Regions from separate parts of the Mus musculus genome. Here region 1 is linked to region 2. A link is a contact called in public HiChIP or PLAC-seq data. All regions are on one chromosome and are shown on one strand. Each heading gives the region's core, a stretch centred on a gene start, on an enhancer-like site or on the middle of the called end of the contact. The rest is flanking DNA. Distances are from core to core; before and after follow the strand shown.

Region 1 (6,066 bases), core at 3,135-5,634, 350 kb before region 2:
TTGATGGCACAGCCTTCTCATCCCAGGCCGAAGATCATATGATCTAGGCCAGCCTGGGATTCATGGGGGAGGGGAGGGGAGGGGAGGGGAGGGAAGGGAAACTGTCTGTGAACACTTAGAAGACCAAAAACCACAAAAAGCAAGTAACGGCTTGTTCCCTAGGTAACACTCATCAATACCTTTTCATCTTTGCTCCTGGACTGTTACTGAGAAGGGAACACAATTAGCTAAACATTTTTGATGGCTGTAATGAAGTCCGGGAACACGAGAAACGGACTGCTCTCCCATGAAAGACTTAACAAGGCACTGTGCTTCATTAATGACATCTTACCCTTAAGCTCTAAATAATTCCCGACTGCACCTGAAATATAAATCCTAAATTTTCCTCTGTCCCCCTAGGCACTCGCTCACTGTTCTGCCCTGCAGCGTACTTTAACAGCAACACCACAGAGTACCCTATCTCACCCCAGCAGTCCCTGGTACCACTCCACACTTCAAAGAACACAGTGGCAGTCCAGCAGGGAGACAACACACCACCATCACGTGCCATTATCATCATGGAAGTCAGCCATGTGAGGACTCTGTTCTGTAAACACTTTTTTTCACCGGTGAGCACCTGCTTGATGGCTAAACATAGGAGTGCTCACTGGCTTCTTAACTACCGCTTCTGGTATAGATCTGGCCCCTCTTCGGGTCTCACACCCCTCTCAGTCCTCTCAGACCATTGATCCACACCACCTGCCCCTGGGTACTTAACATATACTTTTGTTTTAGGGGAAAAAAAAAACAACTTTATAAATAACACTTTTGTCCTTTCTCTTCTGCCAGTAGAACTAAAGTTGATCTCTTTCTATATGAGTACAAACTTCTCTCTCTCTCTCTCTCTCTCTCTCTCTCTCTCTCTCTCTCTCTGCTGAGCTACACCACCAATCCCAACTACTACTACTTCTTTGCCTTCACCAGCAATAACAATTTCACAAGAAGAACTTAAACTTTTTTTTTCTTCTGCGTGTAAGAATCACACTGAAGAACGATCCATTATTCATCCCTTCCTAGAATAAACCCGCATGGCCTAGGACTCCCTACATAATAAGTAGCAAGCCGGAAGCTGCATCCCTTTAGAGTGACGGCTTGTCTTTTATCAAGGCTACACCTCACATCCAGAAGATGCACTGTAGGTATCAGTGGGGCATCTACTGACAGGAAATATGTAAAGCACATAAGGAAAGCGACGGTGAGAGTCTGTCGGGCAAAGCTTTAGCAAACTCAGCAATCTTACAAATATTCCCCAGACTTGGAGTAATTCTGCAGTCTGCCACATAAAACAGGAAAGGCAGTGAAAATGGAAACTTTGAAAGATGTTTTTTCCTTTGAGTGCGCAGGAGCAGATCTTTACCTGACACAAAATCAAACCGCTGCCAGAGCTCATAGTCTCAAAAGCTCCTTGTAGCCCTAATTACTTTGTGATTTCCAGCTGCTGTGAAAAGGTGAGGGCTTTGCTTGCTGCCTTCTGGTGACTATTAATGGTTGACAAGAACTACTGGAGAGAAATCCCAGGATGAGTGAATTGTGGCAAGCACTCCACAAAGGAAAGAAAGAACAACACACTTGGAAATCCAACTTTGTCCTGTGTAGACAGCAGATACTGTGGTGGAATGTAGCTGCTGCCTCAGTAGCCTAAATTAAAATTTCAAAGAATGACGTCAAGGAGCAGAATCGAGGGGGTTCCTCCAGGTTCAGGATGTATGCAGATCTGCATCAATTCCAGAGAGAAACACAATATGCAGTTCTCACATAAAATACTCAAAAATACATGTTTATCAACAGAAAAACTCTCCTTATCCCAGGGTCACCACGAGTCTGTGCACAGGTATGAGGACTATGTCTGACTTAAACAGACTGAAGGTTCATGCTTCATTATCTTCAAACACATACACAGTCATCGTAACAGATGTGGCAATTTTAAGTCAGCTTCAAAGACATTCTTGAGAGAAAATCCAACAACCTTCATGAATGTTTGATAGCTTATTTTTTAATATTGATGTAATCCGTGTTACTCCCAGTGCCAAGAGCTATAGTGCATGTTGGGGATGCTGCTAGGTGTCTTTGATAAAAGTCCTGTGACATTACACAATCCAAATAATATACAAAAATATGGAAATAGTGTATCTCCCCAGGTGACACTTTAACAGACACCCAGCTGTTTCAGATGGCCTATCATTTAATACTTCCTGGCCAGGTCAGAATTCCTGCCGCTCCTTGGAAAGCAGCCAGGGTAAACTTACAGCCACTGACAAGTCCTCCACAAACAGGAAAGCAACATCATCAGCTTTAAATATGCCCACAGAGCTACAAAGGCTGAGACGGAGGGTCCAAGTTCAGCAGATTTCAGGACTTCAAAGGACTTACAGCTGCCAACAGACGGCTATGCAGGCAGCCAGGGGCAGGCTTGGCTTTGCACAAATATTTACCCAGATTTGCAACTCAACCACAAAGCTAATAGTCCCAAGCATATCTATCACCAGAGGTCCGGGACAGGGCACTACAGCACTCCACAGCACACAGGGGGAGAACCAGAAAGGTCACTGTTTTTGTACTTGTCTTGATGATGAGAGAGGGCCTAGCAAACTCTGAGACTTAAGAGTTTAGTTTTGGAAACTCTCTTGCCAGCCAGCTCGGTACACTACCATCACTTAGGTCAGAAGGAGGAAAAGAGTGTGTGTGTGTGTGTGTGTGTGTGTGTGTGTGTGTGTAGACAGACAGATGGACACAGAGAGAGACAGACAAACAGACGGACACACACACACACACACACACACACACAAAGGGAGCAGACAAAAGCCAAGCATATCCTGACCACACTTTGGCAGTGGGTGCACTGGAGTGGCTAAGCAGCTGCCATCACCATCCAGTGAGTGTGGGAAAAGTTCTATGTCCACGCATGTGCAGGGAAACATGGTATCCAGAGACTGCACAGACACCTGCTCATCTCCCTTCCACAGAATTAGGCAAATGGCAAAAATTAATGCAGTAACACTTCCCACATATTCTTTCTTTTGGTCTGAGGAAAGAAGGAACCTTATTCCCAGCATCTTTCCCTTAATACTGAGCACCCATTGTCCCTTGAGTCTCCTTCCTAAGAGGGAATCAAGCCAGCTGTTTCTCTGCCATCCAAGGCATTACCTACTGAGCCAAAAGTGGCTACACACAGGGAGGACAGAAAGAGAATCTGGGCATGGTGGTATAAGGTTATAACCGTAGCACTTGGGAAAATGAGGCAGGAGGTCCAACCGTTACCCAAAATAAATACAGACAAACAGAGCAGGAACTGAAGATGTCCGGAGAGCCACCACAGTGATGCTCCCTATCCTCGGTAACCACTGGGACTACCAGCCTAGTCCTCAAGGGACCTGGAAGTTCTCCTCAGCCAACCCAATGTGACAACAGTCTTCAAGATGCCAATAAAGCCCCCTAGCACAGATGACTCCCAAGTCCTTCTCAGCACACAGCTGCTCTGCAAAACCAAAGTGCCGTTTCGTTCTCCTGAAGTAGAACTGGGACACCTGTGCGGTTCCAAGGCTAACACAAAGCTCTCACCTAGGACCTGAGACACCATGAAGCAACCACTGTGCTGTGCAGAGCCACCCCATTCCCAGGAGAGTGGATCTCAGCATTAAGTCACACTGAGCAAGTACTGGGGGCCTCACCTGAGGCTGGCTGTACATAGGTCTAACAGTGCATACTGAGGTGAGGCCCAGCTTTTAGTGAAGATGTGCCATGTTCATTTCCTTGGGTCCTTCACGTTCTGTATGGAGAAGCACAGGGCAAAGCCACTAACTGGCCGCCTCCCTCATGCAGGCATCTCGGGTTTTCCTCAGAAAACCCATTATCCCTGATATTCTTCCCAACCTTCCCTTGCCGGTTTCCCACTTCTCAGTGCAGTTGTGCAATTGAAACAGATTTTTAGGCCTGGTCAGTATCCTTGAAGGAACAGGCAAAACCAAGGCAGAGAAATTTCCAGCAGACACCCCCACGATAACCTACACTTCCCACACTGCTCACAGAAGCTGTGCGATGGCCTCACTCAAATGGAGCAAGGAGAAGATGCACCTGTGTGTGCTCACAGGCTCCCAAACAGCATCAAATGAACAGACATATTCTGGGGAAAGGGAATCAGTCAGTCCAGGCCTAAGTACAGCCATGTACAGTGATTAGTCAAACTCCTCAATCAAACAGAGGAGCTTGTACAAATTCGCAAGCAGACTTGTCAGGAAACTGTTTAAAAGTTGTCAGCTAAAGAAAGTGGTGCTGGTGGGGTGCAGATGTGACGGCTAAAGACTTGCCAGAGTGGCAGAACTCAGAGTTCTGAGAGAGGATAATGAGGGAAAAATGTTCCGAGTGTGGGGGCAGACCTGCTGAAAAAGAAAGACTGTGTTTCATAAGATCCAACAACAGATGAGTCCCAGTAGCTTCCACCCCAATACCCAATAATGACTTCCTCAATTCCCCAGAGATTAGTAATCATCACCAGAAAGAACTGAACTCCTTCTTTGTTTAGACAAAACCCCTCCTTAGGAACTAGCAGTTTCTACAATGAACTCTGGAAACAGCATAGCATCAATGGCCTAGCCATGATCAAGAGCTGACATTCTTTAAAGAAAGAGGAAGGTACTGAGATTGGGCTATGGAAATGCACAGAGGTTAGGCTGACCCACAGGACCCTGAGAAAGCCACAGTGTGTCCACAACATTTGGTCAAAAAGCAGATTTTGCCACCTCTGACCCTGATGACTATCAGATGAAACTTCAGGGCAAAAATAAGATTCCAGGAAGAGACAGTGCAGTGCATGGTGCGCAGACATGAACACTAGTCATGGGGGGATGCTCATACGCTGAGCCCCAGTAACACAAGACATGAGCCCACAAGACAATCTGTAGGCATATATTTTTCTCAACCAACTTTAATAAGGGTTCAACCTCCACTCTAGCCCACCACCCACCAGAGGCAGTAGAAGAGAAAGGTTATTAGGGTACGGGGAAGCAGACCTGTTTAGAAATAGTTCTTTGGGGGAGATTTCAATCTTTGCTGTTCTTAGCCCAGTCCACTAGCAAACACCAAGCATGAATCAGCAGCTGCAGACCAGTCTACTTGGCAGACACCACACACAAATCAGCAAGGGCAGTTCAATCCAGAAGAAACCACAAGGTTTGACAACTGGCCCAAGTCCACGGAAATATCAAGAAGCCACAGGAACCTCACAAGAAGTTCTTTGGTGAGTGTTTCTCTCTGTGAAGTTACCATAGGCAGAGCTCAGCAATGCAATGCGAGATAAACCAATACATGCATGTCAGCAATGCTAGTAAGACAGACAGAGCAAAGCAAACCAATGTTTGAGCTCTCACTGACTATGGGGTCATATTTATATTCTTTCTAAACATCGCACATTCTTTTTTTTGTGTTTTGTTTTGTTTTGTTTTTCGAGACAGGGTTTCTCTGACTAGCCCTGGATGTCCTGGAACTCACTTTGTAGACCAGGCTGGCCTCGAACTCAGAAATCCACCTGCCTCTGCCTCCTGAGTGCTGGGATTAAAGGCGTGCGTCACCACACCCAGCTAACATCGCACTTTCATTCACATGTCTGCTATAGCAAAACATCCTTTCACCTGTGTGCCCCAGCAAAACATCATTTGGCATAACTGACTTTCCAAAGAAACCAGACGTTTCCACCTCACAGTCCGCATCTTGTCTTTATTAAGTGGTTTAATGTGAAACTGACAGCCTTATAGGAAATACGGGTATGATGGCATGGTTCTAATGAGATGAGGTGAAGGAAAACACACCTGGGGCCGGTAAAATTGTGAAGGAAATTAAAAAAAAAAAAAACAGTTCAAAGAACTATCAGAGAACCCTACTGTTCACTTCCTGAAAAGGATCTTCAAAGAAAAGAAAGTGAGAATTAAAGACAACTAATATAAGTAAAGTAACAGTCTCCCCTCGAAGCAACACGGAGTGATAGGAATGATTGGCGTTCACATGTGACCTGAGAGGTGGACACAGAGCTAAGCT
Region 2 (6,276 bases), core at 3,055-5,554:
TTTTAATGATGTAAGTGACATAGTCAAATTTCTTATCAAATTATTTTATAGGTGTGTTTGGACTTATAGTACAAATATGCTTATTTAAAAACATTGCTTTGGCTTTCGCTTGTTATTCAGGCTCTCCATTGCTCTCTCTCTCTCGCTCTCTCTCTCTCTCTCTCTCTCTCTCTCTCTCTGTGTTGTGTTGGGAACCAAATGCAGGGTCTCCACATACCATGTAAATACTCTGCCACTAAGTGAACCCCCAACTATCTTAGTCAAGGTTTCTATTGCTGCACAAACATCATGACCAAAAAGCAAGTTGGGGAGGAAAGGGTTTATTCAGCTTACATTTCCAGATCATAGTCCATCACTGGAGGAAGTCAGGACAGGAACTCAAGCAGGGCTGGATCCTGGAGGCAGGAGCTGGTGCAGAGGCCATGGAGGGATGCTGCTTACCAACTTGCTCCTCATGGCTTTCTTATAGAACTCAGGACCACCAGCTCAGGGCTGGCACCACCCACAGTGGGCTGGGCCCTTCCCCATTGATCACTAACTGAGAAAATGCCTTACAGCTGGATCTCATGGAGGCATTTTCTCAACTGAGGCTCCTTCCTCTGAAGACTCCTGTCAAGCTGAAACACAAAACCAGCCAGTACACCAGCCTTTCCAGCTTCTTTTTAAGTGACAGAACACAGACTTGCTTACCACATCTAACTTCTCCCCAGTGTCTTTGAGATCTAGGACTCTTTGAATCTGTAAAACGTGGCCTCTGGAAAAGCTGTCTCAGGTCCCCCCCCTCCTGGGGGGGCATGCTGTATTTGAGATTTCCACAGTGGGCATTTTCTTGCACTGTTTTTGAAAGGGACCCTTGTGGGGTGTGGCTGCACCAGGAGATGCTCAGTTGTGTTAAGGCTATAGAAGTATACTTGCAAAGGACTGAAATGGCACAGGGCTTGGAGTGTTCTATTTCTTGTTGTTGCAAAAGCAGCTGCTGGTAAATGAAACTTAAAGAAAGTAGGATTTGTTTTGGTTCACGGTGTGAGGGGCACAGACCATCAAGAGGGGGAAGGTGGGGTGATGAGGGTGGCTGTAGCTTCTGCAGCAGAAGCAGGAGGTGGGTGCTCACAATGAGACTGTAGCCAGGAAGCATTCTTAGACGAACGATGGGCTGAGCTGATTTTTTTCTTTTTATTTATTCTGAGGACTCCTACCCAAGGGGTGGTGCCTCTCGGCCATATGCAGGGTGGGTTCCCTTTCAGTCGAACATCTCTGAAAACATCTCATAGATATAGGAAGGGGAGTGTCTTCTAGAGGACTCCAAGCCCAGCCAAGATGACAATGAAAAAAATCAACCGTCACATCTGAGTTTCTTTCAAAAAATTCTTTTTCTGTTGAGTACGGAGAAATGGCTAAGCAGCTGAGAATACACATTGATATTTTTCAGACCCCTCCTCCCCCAGGTTCAGTTCTCAGCACCCTCATGGTGGCTCACAACTGCCTGTAACTCCAGTGCTACGAGATCTAGTGCCCCTTTCTGGCTTCCCCAGGCACTAGGCATGGACATGGTACACAGACAGACAGACAGACAGACAGACAGATGAAACACCTACACACATAAAAAAATAAATAAATTTGCTGAGACACATATACCTCACACACAGTTATATGTGTCTCAGCAAATGTGTGGAGGTCAGAGAACAACTTGGGGGAGTCAGTGTAACCCTTTCGTGGCGTGGTGATGGCAGATCAAATCCGAGCCCCTGGCTCTGGTGGCAAGCGCCTTCACCCACTTAAGTTACCTTGTTGTCTCCTGAAATTTTTCTTTTTCCATGTGAGGTTTTCTTAAAAGCAATTTCAAAACTGTGGGAACATGTGAGAAGCAAAACAGAAAGCAAGTTTGGAGATGCTCTGGTCCTTTCCTTGTGAGCCACGGAGAGAACTTAGAGGTGCTGGGTTTCTTTCTTCTGACATACTTGAAATTTTCCACAATGAGAACTTAAAATTAATTTGCAAAGAACCAGAGGCCATGCCTTTAAGAATATCTTCAGACATTTTTAGTCAACAGGGCTGGTAACAAACCTCAGGAGTCCCCCAGAAGTGACGGGGAGATCCACTTCACGCACTATTCCTCAACAGAAGCACCCATTTCTTAGTATCCTAATTGGTATGCAGATGCTCAGCCTAGGAGGGCAGAGGAGGGCCTGTTGCTACACAGTCCTAGAGGCAGGCCTGGTGGGTACATGGTCTTGTTGGTGGCATTAAAGAAAAGAATCGGTAATGTCCCTCTAGTGTGGCAGCTGTGGTCTACACAGCCCAAGCAAGAGGGGATGTGAGCATCTGTCCAGCAAACTGTCCAGCAAATCTGTTGCAGTCAGGCAGGATAACTTGGGCCTAGCAGCCCCGATGACCACGTTGAAAGAGCCAAAAAGCAATTCCGCTTTTACTTCATACTCATATTGATGGGCTGGCTCTCCCAACATTATTAATCCAAAAACACGGTGGTAGAACAGGACACTTTCCATACGAGAAAGTAGATCAGTTTGTCATGGAGTATTGTTGAGATTAAAAATGTCTACTGTGCCTGTGTGAGAAGTCTGGAATTCTCTGGAATTATTAGTAGAAAAAAATACCCCATTACACTATGACACAATAAGGTGATTATAACTAGGATTGATTTACTTCTGGCCTTTATTTTATTTTATTTTTTTATTGTAGCCCCAATCATATCTCATATTTCTGAATAAAGAGGGCAGAGTTGTTTTGAAAGAGCCTCCCCTCAAACATGAAACATACACACAGTCTCTCTCTCTCTCTCTCTCTCTCTCTATCTCTCTCTCTCTCTCACACACACACACACACACACACACACACAACGGTTTCAGAGTATCTATCTCAGCATTTCAGTACTGGCAGATTTATTGGAATGTAGAAAAAAAATCAAAGAAAATAAACAAAACACCCATGTGCTCAAACTGAGAGCAGATTCTCTTTTGGACAGTGTGTGTGTTTTTCTGATGAGGTAAGTGTTGATTCTAACCCAAAAAGGCTGGAAAGTGTGAGCTTAGATAAGTGTCTGCTGGATTCAGGACTGCAGCGTGGAGGCTGTGAAGTGGGCGTTAAGATCACCGGCTGTAGCCGCAGAATAAAGTTCACCCTCGCTTATCCTCACGGTAATTGGTTACTGAAGTGAAAGAGTTACTGTCCAGAAACCCTCTGTTAACTTTAGGCTCAACTCACAGGGGCGGATGCTTCAGGCCAGGCGAGGGATCACAGATGAAGTCTACAGGCGTTGTTTTAACAATGTCAAGTGGCCCCAGTCCAGGCTAGAAGTTAAACCGGAAGATGGCTATCAAATGCAGTTGTTGGGTCTGGCACAATCGCTCTTTGCTGAGCTGAGCAGAAAAGAGAGATATTTCTCTGTGGATTTGGCTCATGGTCCCACAATGCGGTCTTTCATCTGCATCTTCCTATTGGCTCAAGGGAAAAACAAATCTTGCGTGCACAGAGGAGTTGTCCCTGAGAGTTGACATCGGTCACCCATGGCCCCCGCTGGGCCCTCCACCTACGATTTCCTATTACGCTGCTTTTCCAGCAACTCAGACAAGCGACCTCATGAAGTGGTTGAAGCTGCCTTTTGGTTGTAGTTAAAACATATTCCAGCAGCTCGATTTCACATGCTATGATAAACAGGGCAACCTCCTCCTGTGAGCTGTGATATCTTACATTTGCAAGCCGGTGTGTGTGTGTGTGTGTGTGTGTGTGCATGGAAAACGGGCTGGTTGTGCTGAGCAACATTGCTTTGACCACAGGGCCATTTCTGCAGAATTCTCTTTTGTGTGGCCGTTCCCCCTTCAGGTCAGTGAATAAACTCATCATGACTGGCAAGGGCACTTCGCTGCAGAGCTTAATGTGCAACTCGTGGCTTTCCTCCTGTGTCAGCAGTTAGCCATACAATTTGGAAAATAAGGGTTCCAGGGAGTCAAATGCATCTGTCAGCCAGGGGAGGAGGAGAAGGAGAAGGGGGAGGAGAGAGAGGAGGAAGGGGAGGAGGAGGGAGAGGAGGAGGAGAAAGTTTTGAAATCCATGTCTGTGGTGGCTGTAAGAGGTAGGATAATTTAAGTAACCTGGAAGAGCTGTGGGTTTACAGGTTTCAACAACAGGAAAGTCTCTTGTTTTAAAACCCTCCTAAAGCAACAGGCTTTAGGCTGTGGGCTTAGGGAAGAAAAAAAGGAAGAAAAAAAAAGCAGGCCTGTGGTTTGGTGATTGTATTTCCTTATTGATATAATGGCTGCTGACGCAAGGCCTCCTGGGATTGCCGTGTGACCGCAGGACCGACAGTTACCCTACTGGGTTCTGAAACACAGCCGGGGCTTTCTGGACAGATGAGAAGTCTAAAAATTTCCCTTTTCATTTCCTCTCTGGTGTGACTTTGTCATTTTTTGAAAAGCTAAAAGGGAATTTTGCTTACAGTTTTAAGTTTATCTGGCCAGGGTGGCTTCCTTTATACTCCCCCCAAACCCCACACTCCAAAAACCCAAACTTAAAGACAAAAACATAAATTCTTATAGACCCTTCCTCGCCTCAACCTCCCCACCCCCTCACCCCATGGGACTGTGCCTGGTTAATCTGCTCTTCAGGCCAGACATTTAAATAAGCAACTCTTTTTAACACACATTGCAACACCTCCACCCAATCATCTTTGGGGGCATGGGTGGAGAGAACAGGCAAGGTGCCTCGTGTGTTTCTGGAATCTTCTCCTTCTCCCAGCCTATGGGATGTTCCTTGGGCAAATGCTCTAGGACCTCTCCGTAAGTTCTGGGATAAGTGGAAGCAGACCTACTCTTGTGTGACGTAACTCGCTCACCACGGAGTGGAAGGCTCTGCTGTGTAGAGGTGCGGTGTTGGTTGAGCACCCCAAACATTTTGCAGTCCAGTTAAACCCCAGAGAGATGCTGCTTCTGAAGTGAACTGGAGAGACCTCTGACCCAAGACAGCTCCTGAACTTGCCTGAGGCCACTCTTATTTTCTGTGTGTAGGAGAGACGGCAGGGTAAGGACAGAGTGCACCTCACATTCACCCAAATCGTCTGCATTCGTGGTTCTGACGTGTTTGGCTCCACGTGTTAAACATGCTTGTTTTCATGCACGTGTGTGTTCTTTATGTCACGGGGCACAGTTCCAGAATGTCTTTTAAAGATAACATTTGGGGGGCTGGTGAGATGGCTCAGTGGGTAAGAGCACCCGACTGCTCTTCCGAAGGTCCAGAGTTCAAATCCCAGCAACCACATGGTGGCTCACAACCATCCGTAACGAGATCTGACTCCCTCTTCTGGAGTGTCTGAAGACAGCTACAGTGTACTTACATATAATAAAAAAAAGATAACATTTGGAAACAGTGTGTATTTCAAGACTCCAGAAAATTAATAAGCACGGTTAACTCTCACCAAAACATGCCATTCTGTCAGTCCTAGGTCCCTGGAACCTGAAACCCGGAGCTCGGATGATTATATGCCCCTCCCAAATAAGCCTGATAAATCTGACCCAAACAAGTCTCCAAGGCCACCAGGAAGTGCAATCCTGCCAAGAATGAAAGATAACAACTGCCAAAGTCTTAAGGTTACAGAGAGAGCAAGGGGGATGCAGGCCTACTGTGTGTGTGCACAAGGTCCATGATGTACAGGGCATGCGCTCAGGAGCACAGGGGTTTCTGGGACCCACGGGAGACTTGTTCTAGAATCTGCAGATTCTTGTCTCCAATATACAATGTTTGCATAGGATAGACAATACACCATCTGTACACCAGTCCCTTCAAAGTTATCGTGCCTAACTTTAAATGCTAAGCACTGGATATTGTACCATATTGTTCAGGGATGGCAGCAAAAAGCCTGTAGTAAAGACGCAAATCTCCCTCCATTTGAAGTTGGTTGATGCCATGGCTGCAGAATTCATAGATACAGAGTTCCAGCTGTACTGGGTATGTGTACATGGGTTTCATGTGTTTACATTGTGTGGATGCAGTTAACAGGTATGTGAACAGATACTATTCTAAACACTGTGAGTGTATGTGTCCATTGGGTGCTCTTGTGTGCACAGATGAGCATGTATTCAGAACATGTAGAAAGATGTGCTATGTGCATGTGTGTGCTATTTGCACATCACATGTGCATTCTTGCATGCTCCCTGTTGTGTAGCACACTGGATGCCACAGATGATCTGTGGACAATGACTGAAGTTGCTGGTAACCTGAATGTGTGTGCATGCACACATACGTGTACTTCATGGTACTTGGTGC

The links. HiChIP or PLAC-seq counts read pairs in DNA pulled down with a chosen protein or histone mark.
Region 1: a contact with region 2 is called in an HNF4G HiChIP or PLAC-seq map of pancreatic cancer cells. The contact joins two enhancer-like sites. A contact is called at or near these places in 1 of 115 datasets of contacts at active chromatin or transcription factors (pancreatic cancer cells) and 1 of 9 other capture datasets (pancreatic islet).

What each region holds. Positions count from the first base shown.
Region 1 is chr8:127,180,554-127,186,619 of GRCm38.p6, reverse strand. All of the region lies in intron 2 of Pard3 (par-3 family cell polarity regulator), which reads right to left. Among named protein-coding and RNA genes, the nearest start is that of Pard3, 120 kb to the right of the region's middle. Within about 2 kb of position 4,384, at least 15 of the 459 cell types and tissues checked have an H3K27ac peak or open chromatin away from gene starts, as enhancers often do. A contact at or near this core is called in pancreatic cancer cells, where this site is marked.
Region 2 is chr8:126,830,804-126,837,079 of GRCm38.p6, reverse strand. All of the region lies in intron 4 of Gm31718 (a long non-coding RNA gene), which reads left to right. Among named protein-coding and RNA genes, the nearest start is that of A630001O12Rik, 15 kb to the left of the region's middle. Within about 2 kb of position 4,304, at least 233 of the 459 cell types and tissues checked have an H3K27ac peak or open chromatin away from gene starts, as enhancers often do. A contact at or near this core is called in pancreatic cancer cells, where this site is marked.